Regions from separate parts of the Mus musculus genome. Here region 2 is linked to region 1. The links are chromatin contacts, called in public ChIA-PET maps. All regions are on one chromosome and are shown on one strand. Each heading gives the region's core, a stretch centred on a gene start, on an enhancer-like site or on the middle of the called end of the contact. The rest is flanking DNA. Distances are from core to core; before and after follow the strand shown. Region 1 has its middle 13 kb from the start of Nedd4. Region 2 has its middle 10 kb from the start of Prtg.

What was found. ChIA-PET counts read pairs in DNA pulled down with a chosen protein or histone mark.
Region 2: an RNA polymerase II ChIA-PET map of memory CD8 T cells shows a contact between it and region 1, with 5 read pairs. The contact joins two enhancer-like sites. A contact is called at or near these places in 1 of 39 promoter capture datasets (frontonasal cranial neural crest), 2 of 484 Hi-C or Micro-C datasets (both in embryonic stem cells), 4 of 115 datasets of contacts at active chromatin or transcription factors (the SCID.adh cell line, embryonic stem cells, extraembryonic endoderm stem cells and 1 more) and 1 of 9 other capture datasets (adipose tissue).

The regions. Positions count from the first base shown.
Region 1 is chr9:72,677,385-72,682,262 of GRCm38.p6, forward strand. It overlaps a transcript of Nedd4 not described here. Among named protein-coding and RNA genes, the nearest start is that of Nedd4, 13 kb to the right of the region's middle. Within about 2 kb of position 1,542, at least 18 of the 459 cell types and tissues checked have an H3K27ac peak or open chromatin away from gene starts, as enhancers often do. A contact at or near this core is called in memory CD8 T cells, where this site is marked.
Region 2 is chr9:72,794,724-72,799,578 of GRCm38.p6, forward strand. No RefSeq gene overlaps it. Among named protein-coding and RNA genes, the nearest start is that of Prtg, 10 kb to the right of the region's middle. Within about 2 kb of position 2,743, at least 101 of the 459 cell types and tissues checked have an H3K27ac peak or open chromatin away from gene starts, as enhancers often do. A contact at or near this core is called in memory CD8 T cells, where this site is marked.

The DNA.
Region 1 (4,878 bases), core at 292-2,791:
ATCAAAAAGGTTAGATTTAGCCAGCTTTCAAAGATTTTTAATAAACTTTGCTTTTTCTATGACAAGTCATTCTAAAAAATAAATTATGCTACGTTTATTGTCTTTTAGTCTTTGAATCCAAAATGGAATGAAGAAATACTGTTCAGGGTAAGTATTATTTTATTAAAAATTTTTTCTTTGTAGGTACCATTATGTAGTCATTTACAATATCTTAAAATAACACTTTGAAATGTGCCTAGAGGGTGTTTTTTATGAGACAGGGTTTCTCTGTGTAGCCCTGGCTGTCTTGGAACTCACTCTGTAGACCAGGCTGGCCTCGAACTCCGAGATCCGCCTGCCTCTGCCTCCCAAGTGCTGGGATTAAAGGAGTGCGCCACCACTGCCTGGCAGAAAGCATGGTTGCTGGGAATTGAACTCAGGACCTCTGGAAGAGCAGTCAGTGCTCTTAGCCTCTGAGCTATCTCTCCAGCCCTTACACGCCCTTCTTAACTCACCCCACCTCTCATCCTGTCCTGCTATTCAAGCTCCCAGTAGAGTGAGGGGCACACTTCTGCCCTTCCTGTTCCCTGGAGGGTGGAGGAAATGCATTTCCAGTCTCTTGGCTGGATCATTTCTGCTTGTATTTTCCATCTTTTTTATTATTTTCATTTACATTTCAAATGCTATCCCAAAAGTCCTCTTATATTTTCCTTAAAATGGTTTTTTTGTGCCTCGGTTTCCCTTTTTTCTGTGGGCTTATACTAAGCCAGTATTCTTTTTTTGTTTGTTTGTTTGTTTTTGTTTTTCAAGACAGGGTTTCTCTGTGTAGCCCTGGCTGTCCTGGAACTCACTCTGTAGACCAGGCTGGCCTCGAACTCAGAAATCCGCCTGCCTCTGTCTCCCGAGTCCTGGGATTAAAGGCGTGTGCCACCACAGCCCGGCCTAAGCCAGTGTTCTTACAAAGATACCTTTTCATTTCATTTCTGCTTTTTCAATATGCTTTCCACAGCTCTGATCTTGCTTACAACCCATCTCACAACCCAGCTGCCAGGCCTGTCTGCTCTCTTACCTTTGATGCAATGTGCTTCTGAGTCAATATTTATTTTATTTTATTAAAAAAAAAGTTCTTTACTAAAAAGAATGGGTGCTGGAGAGATGCTTCAACGGGTAAGAGCACTGGCTGTTCTTCCAAAGGACCTGGGTTTAATTCCCAGCACCCAGAAGGTAGCTCTCAGCTGTTTGTTGTCAACCAAACTGCTGGTTCCAGGAGATCTGACACCTCACACAGACATACATGCAGACAGAACTCCGAAGTGCATAAAATAAAAATCATTTAAAAAGTTGTTTGTATGTGAATGCAACTGTGTCTGTAGGCTTCTGTGAAATCCCTTGGTTTTAGTCAGGGAAAAGGATGCTACTTGTCTGAGTTGTACATTCAGTGTTGATGGTGGAGAACACAGCAGGGAAGAAGTTGCTGAGGTAAGACTCGTGAGTCTGAGGTCCAGTGCAGCACCAGCAGGTGCTTCTGGCGTTCATGTTCAGAGGAAGGTCTCTACTTAGCATATCAGAACTAGCTCTTGAAACCAGTCTGAGGTTTTAGAGTCTAGAAGAAACACCTCAGAGTTAGTTAGTCATTCCAAGGAAAGTGAAACTAAGTTTAGGTTTACTCTTTCAGTCCGAGGCTACTGTGGCCGCCTTGGGCAGTTTCTTTGCATGTTGCTTAGAATTTTCCCTTTTTTTTTTTTTTTTTTTTTTTTTTTTTTTTTGGCTTAGAATTTTCTAAGATCTTCCAAGGTGCTCAGTTGCTTATTTAAATTATATTATTACTTAACTTACTGTGTCCTGCTCAGAAATGTGTGCATTTTTCAGCAGACCAACTTTTTTTTTTTTTTTTTTTGGCACATCTGCTCTTGTTTTATTTTGATTCAGGACAGCGTTTCTCTTTGTAGCACTTGGAACTTGCTCTGTAGACCAGGCTGGCCTTAAACTCAGAGACCTGCCCGTCTCTACCCCCAACGTGCTAGGTGTGCAGCATCACCACCTGGCTATTTATTTGTTTTTGATTTATTTACTTATTTTTAAATCTATATTATTAACTATTACATGTTATATTCATTATACTTTATTTACTTTTGATAACATTTGCTTGTTAATAAAAGTACTAACAAAGATACTATAGAGAGGAATGAACTAAAAACTAAAATTTACCATCTCTACTTCTTTTGAGATTATTTCTTTGTTCTTGCTTTTTAACTGTAAGAAAATGTGAACATTGACTATAAAAATATCCTCGATGACTTCAGAGTATAAGACAATCTGTTCTTTCAATTGATTTTTTTTTTAGGTTAACATATAAGATATATTGTTCCATAATGGGCTACTCAAACATTTGTCATCATTCTTTGTTCTCAGTTATCCCTTCCACAGCCCTTTGCAGTACTCACTGCCCCTCCCAGGCTGGCTCCCTTTCCCTCCTACCCCCCATTTACTTCCCCACTTCCTGTTCTACTTTCTCCCCACCTCCTCCCCCCCACCTCCCACTCACAGACAGGGTTTCTCTGTGTAGCCCTGGCTTTCCTGGAACTCACTTTGTAGACCAGGCTGGCCTCGAACTCAGAAATCCGCCTGCCCTGGCTCCCAAGTGTTGGGATTAAAGGCGTGTGCCACCACTGCCTGGCTCCCTGTTTTACTTTCTTAGTGCAGGATTTCTATTTATTGCCCTCTCCATTCCCTGCCCTTTTTAGGATCTTTTCCTTTCCTGCAGGTCTAATTTTGTGATCTGAACATGTAAATAAATACACACATAACAAGTTTTGCATAGAAGACAAAACATATAGTATTTGTCTTTCTCAGTGACTTTCACTTATACTTCTAGTTGCATTCATCTTCTTGCAAACACCATGTTTTCAATTTCCTTTTTTTAACTTTTTGTTAATTTTTACCTAATTATAAAAAGAAAAATAGGGGCTGGTGAGATGGCTCAGTGAGTAAGAGCACCCGACTGCTCTTCCGAAGGTCTGGAGTTCAAATCCCAGCAACCACATGGTGGCTCACAACCATCCTAACGAGATCTGACTCCCTCTTCTGGAGTGTCTGAAGACAGCTACAGTGTACTTACATATAAATAAATAAATCTTAAAAAAAAAAAAAAAAAAGAAAAATAATATATGAATACATATAATCTATATACATATACTTATTGTTAATACTTAGACTTCTCATTAAAATGATTTTTCCTTATTTGTGAAAAAATATGACTTATTAAATGGCATTGACACCAACTTCTCTGTAGATGCCCTCAATTCCAGTGTCAACAATTCCTTTTCAAAGGCAGAAGACAGAAAAATTTAGCATTTGCCAAACCAGTCACCAGAGAGGGAAAAGTAGCTTGTGGTAAATAAGTCAATTTTCTTTTAAAATTAAAAAAAAGCCCCAAATTATTCCCATTATTTCATTTTTGTGTGTGTGTATGAAATAATCTGTTTTTAGAGAAACTTCTTTGAAATAATTTGTGCCTTAACAATGAGACCCTACCATTAAACATAGTATACATGAGAAATTGAGTCCTCCACTGTCACTTTCTTATATAGATATTAAAATATATATTACTTAAAATATATTACTGGGAAGGTAGTTTTAAGTTGATTTTCAATAGTTGTATCAAATGTAAAGCATTAAAATAAATAAGTAAATAAAATCAAGTGGGCTGGTAAGATGGCTCAGTGGTTAAGAGCACTGACTTGTATTCCCGAGGTCCTGAGTTCAAATCCCAGCAACCACATTGTGGCTAACAATCATCCATAATGAGATCTGACGCCCTCTTCTGGTGTGTTTGAAGATAACTACAGGGCTGGAGAGATGGCTCAGCGGTTAAACGCACTGACTGTTCTTCTGAAGGTCCTGAGTTCAAATCCCAGCAACCACATGGTGGCTCACAACCATCCGTAACGAGATCTAGCGCCCTCTTCTGGAGTGTCTGAAGACAGCTACAGTATACTTAAATATAATAAGTAAATAAATTAAAAAAATTAAGAAACCTTAACTAAGACAGGCCTTAATATTTAAAAAAAAAAGAAGACAACTACAGTATACTTACATATAATAATATAAAAAAAACTTAAAAAAATAAAGTAACCAAGACTCTATAAAGCTACTGCTTAGCCTGGCGTGGTGGCGCACGCCTTTAATCCCAGCACTTGGGAGGCAGAGGCAGGTGGATTTCTGAGTTCGAGGCCAGCCTGGTCTGCAAAGTGATTTCCAGGACAGCCAGGGCTACACAGAGAAACCCTGTCTCGAAAAACCAAAAAAAAAAAAAAAAGCTAATGCTTAAACTTTAGGAAATGTCTGCCTACTGCTTTGTTTACTAGGTATATAGGTATTGAAACAGAGGAAAAGGTCCCTGGCCGTCATGTTTTGCAAACAGTCTTTTGACTGTTCTATAAATAGAGCTGCAGAGTACTCATGGCCAAGTCCAGCACTTAGCGCACACTGTTGTAAAGCAACAAGAAGCTTTTTCCTTGTCACGTCTGGGAGGAAACAGTTCTGACACTGCTCCTTGACAGTGAACTCTAAGATAAGTCGCAGAACAGTGACTGGAAGAAAGCCTGCTCACTATAAACCATTTACCCCCAGAGCTCCGGGAGACTTTGTGCAGTGGAGGAGCGCAGTATAGAGCAGTCAGAATGGTAACCGAAGGAACTGGTCTATGTAGGCCAAGGCACCCTCACCTGGAAGGCATAGAGTCCACTGTATGTGGACCACATATTTTTCATCCACTCAATCTGTTGATGCTGCTGTGAATGAGAGCAGTGAATGTGGGTGTGCTAGCATCTCTGTGGGGTAGTAACTTACTGGATATGTACTCAGGGTTAAATTTCAAACTGACCAGCACCTGAGGTG
Region 2 (4,855 bases), core at 1,493-3,992, 120 kb after region 1:
CACCACCTGACTTTTGGCAAAAGGGCCAACAATACACACTAGAGAAAAAAGACACCATCCTCACCAACTGATGCTGATCAAAATGGCTAGCCAGCTACATGAGGAAGAATGGGACTGGAACTCTCTCGTTCTACGCAAAACTCAACTCCCAATGCATCAAGGACCTCAACACAGGCCTCATAAGGCTGAGTATGATCGAAGGTAGGGAATGTTCTTGAACTTTTCGCCACAGGAAAGAACTTTCTAAACCAGATCCCAATAATGTAGGTGTTCAGACCGCCAATAAATGGGGCCTCATGAAACTAAAAAGGTTTCGTACAGCAAAGGCCACCAACATTTAAATGAGGATACAGTCTACAGAAAAAGGAAAAAATATCTTTACCGTTTATACATCTGACAGAGGGTTAGTATCTAAAATATACAAAGAACTCAAAAAAGTAAACATCAAGAAAACAAACAACCAATTAAGAAGTGGGACCTAACAGTAAACAGAGAGTTCTGAAAACATGAAATCCCAATGGCTAAGAAACACTGTTTTAAAATGTTCAACATCCTTACCCAGCAGGAAAATGCAGATGAAAACTACGTTGCAATTTCACTTTATCCCAGTCAGAATGATTTAGGTGAATTCATCTTTCTAACTCTGCGAAATACCATAGTTGGAGCTGGAGAGATAGCTCAGCTGCTAAGAACACAGGCTGTTCTTACAGAGGACCCAGATTCTAGTCCCAGCATCCAGATGGCAGCTCACAATAGTTTGTAAATTCAACTCTGAGGGATCCAATGCATTCTCTGGCTTCTGTGAGAATCAGACACACACATACAATACACAGACATACACATAGGCAAAACACCTATACACACAAATTATTAAAAAAAAATTTAAAAAATTTTGGGCTGGGAGATGGTAGCACACGTCTTTAATCCCAGCATACCTGTAGGCAAAACACTGAAAAACACACAAATTAATTTTTAAAAAAATGGGGGGGGGTGTTTCAAGTCATGGTTTCTCTGTATAGCCCTGGCTGTCCTGGAACTCAGTAGACCATGGTGGCCTCAAACTTGTAGATCTACCTGCCTCTGCCTCCCGAGTGCTGGGATTAAAAGTGTGTGCCACCACTGGCCAGCAATAAATACAGAGTTGCACCTTCAGAAAGATTGACCAGCTGACAACACACAGCCCCCGATGACTGCTGCATGTCACTTGGCCAGAGAGAGCAAAACACAGCTTAAGTGACTTCACATCCTCGGACACCTCCTACAGGTATTTGTGGTATCTCTGTCTGAACTAGACTAGCAGGAACACTCTAACCCATTCCCTTACACCTGGAACCCCTCTAGACCACGTTTCCCAGCAACAGGAAGTGTGATTATTTCCTGTGCAAGAGTTCAGGCTAATAGAAAAGGGGCTGGTGTGTACAGAAAAACTTTCCTGGATCCCTGATTCACCATGTGGGTCTTTCTTCATTAATCATGAATAATCACACTTGGAATCGCATAAGCATGAAATAAACTTATTGTAACTTCACCGTCCTAGTCACTACAGACCATGAGTGATACAGAGTTTCCAGTAGCCCAGGCTGACCTTGTGAACTGCTTTTGATCCTCCTGTCTTAATCTCCTAAATACTGGGATTATAAATCTTCAACAGCATGCATGGTTTTATGCAGTGCTGGGGATCCCCTTCAGGGTTTCATGTGTGCCCGAGGAGCATCCCGCAGCTCAAGGACAGCCCTGCTTGTCTCTGCTGAGTCTCAGTTCCCAGCTCCATGCGTCCCAGCTCACCTTTCACCTTCTTCACTGCTCAGCCCTTCTCCCTTCCCGGCTTCTTAGATTTATCTACAGAAAAGACATTGACAAACTAATTTCCCATATGAGAAAACCACAAAGAAACAAACAATATTTTTCAGAAATAGAAAAAAAATTGCAAAAATAGTAGTAGTGAGATGGTTCATTATTTAGTGGTTCCTGGTGTTAAACTTGAGTTCAATCCCTGGTACCTACATAGTAGAAGGAGGGAAGTGGCTTACTCAGGCTGTCCTCTGACATATACATGGATGTTATGGCATACGTGTACATGGGTGCCCAGACACAAGGGAAATAAAAATAGCAAGTGAAATATTATATAAGATTAAGATTGAGAGCCGGGCGGTGGTGGCGCACGTCTTTAATCCCAGCACTTGGGAGGCAGAGGCAGGCGGATTTCTGAGTTCGAAGGCCAGCTTGGTCTACAAAGTGAGTTCCAGGACAGACAGGGCTATACAGAGAAACCCTGTCTCAAAAAAAAAAAAAAAAAAAAAAAAAAAACCCAAAAACCAAACCAAAACAAAACAAAACAAAACAAAAGATTAAGATTGAGAAACCACTTAGTTAATTATAAAAACTGTAATGTCTACAGGATGCCTTCACTACCTTATTTAATGGACATTGTGCTGCAGCAAAGCAGGAGACACTGTCTGAGGGAGGAGTGCGTCACAGCAGGATTGCGAAAGAAGCATAGTGGTGGGGATGGAAAGGGCGGTCGTCCAGTGGCCAGGGGAAGTTTCTCTCATTTTCTCCTGCCCTTCCTCTACTTCCTCCAACTCCACAAGAAACAGGGCAGCCTTAAAAACCACAGCCAGGTTTGACTGAGCCAAGGTTCTCAAACAGAGGTGGCAGGGAGCGAACAGGGCTCCGCCCTTCCTCCGTACACTCTGGGTGAGAACCAAGAACATCTGTGACACCCAGCAGAGAGTCCCTGCGCTCTCAGCGGCTGAGGAGAGGCAGCTGTGAAGACTTTGAAGCCAGTAACACTTCATCACCAATACTGGGGCTTTGAACTGGAAGCAAGGACTCAGGGTAGCAATTGGCCTTATAAGGTGCCAGTCATGAAAAGTGGGATTTGATTGGTATAAGTGGATTAGGGTTTGTTTGTCAATATCAATCAACTCCAAGGAAAGTTTAAGAGCAGCTTTGAAATGAAAATCTCCTTTGATATTAATAAAACTAACATTTTAAGCTTTTAGTCTTTTTTTTTTTAAAGATTTATTTATTGTTATATGTAAGTACACCATAGCTGTCTTCAGACACCCCAGAAGAGATTCACTTATCATTACGGGTGGTTGTGAGCCACCATGTGGTTGCTGGGATTTGAACTCAGGGCCTTCGGAAGAGCAGTCGGTGCTCTTAACCACTGAGCCATCTCTCCAGCCCGCTTTTAGTCTTTTTTAAAAAAAGATTTATTGTATTTTAAATGATGTGTGTGCACATTATGTATCTATGTGTGAGTGTGCACAAGTGTGGGAGCATCAGATCTCACAGAGCTGGCCATACAGGTGATTGTGAACTCACACTCCTGGGTGCTAGGAACCGAACCATGGACATTTTTATCTTGAAAAGGTCTAATTGTGGCCTTAAAAATCTATGGAAATCAGTCGGGCGGTGGTGGCTCACACCCTTAATCCCAGCACTCTCGAGGCAGAGGTAGGTGGATTTCTGAGTCAGTCTGATCTACAGAGTGAGTTCCAGGACAGCCAGGGCTACACAGAAGAAAAACAAAACAAAACAAAACAAAAATCTATGGAAATCTAGCACACATTTGAATCTATGATTCTAATTCTAATTATTAAAATGTTCTTTTAACTATGACAGCTCCTAACCTAACATATATACACATGAATACAATACATACATATGTATATACATATACATGTGTTCTGTGTGTGGCTATGTAGGCATACACACCCACATGTTTATTAACTAGAAGCATGTGGACACAGTCTCAGGGACCTATTAGTTTAGAAGTTCATAAAGAGAGATGGAAAATAGTGTAGATACAGCTATTTAGCCAACAGTAAACTCTAAGTATTAGAATACCACTATTTGGGCTGGTGAGACAGCTCAGCAGATTAAAGGGCTTGCTGCTAAGCTGATGACTGAGTTCCACCCCCAGAACCCACATAGTAGAAGGAAAGAACCGAACCCTGCAGATTGTCCTCTGACCATCACACTTGCACATGCCAGATCCAAATAAGTGTTCTTTCTTTCTCCCTTTCTCTTTTTCTCTTTTTCTCTTTCTCTCTCTCTCTCTCTCTCTCTTTTTCTTTCTTTCTTTCTTTCTTTCTTTCTTTCTTTCTTTCTTTCTTTCTTTCTTTCTTTCTTTTTTTCTCTCTCTCTTTCTCTCTCTCTTTCTTTCTTCCTTCCTTCCTGTCTTTCTTCCTTTCTTTCTTTCTCCCTTTCTTTCTTTCCCCTAAGATTTTTTTTTATTTATTTTATGTATATGAATACACTATAGCTTTCTTCACATACACCAGAAGAGGGCATCAGATCCCATTACAGATGGTTGTGAGCCACCGTGTAATTGCTGGGAATTGAACTCAGGATCTTTAGAAGAGCAGTCAGTGCTCTTAACCTCTGAGCCATTTCTCTAGCCTTAACTTTTTCTTTTAAATATTACTGGACCTATCATTTATGGCTGATAAGAGCAGGAATAATAGTAGGCTGGTGTATAGAGAAAGCTTTATGCTTCTTTGTTTTTATGTTTTTGTTTTTTGTTTTTTTGTTTTTTGTTTTTGGTTCCCTGGCTGTCCTGGAACTCACTTTGTAGACCAGGCTGGCCTCAAACTCAGAAATCTGCCTGCCTCTGCCTCCCAAATGCTGGGATTAAAGGTGTGCGCCACCACCGCCCAGTTGAAATGTTTATTTCAATGTGGCATTAAATACCAGTTTGTAGACATCTTTCTTTTCTCTTTGAGACACAGTCTTATGTTGAGCAGGCCACACTCAGACTCACTGTGTAACTAAGGATGACTTTGAACTTCTAGCTCTCCTGCTTCCACCTCCACAGTGCCAAGATTACAGGTGCGCATCACATACC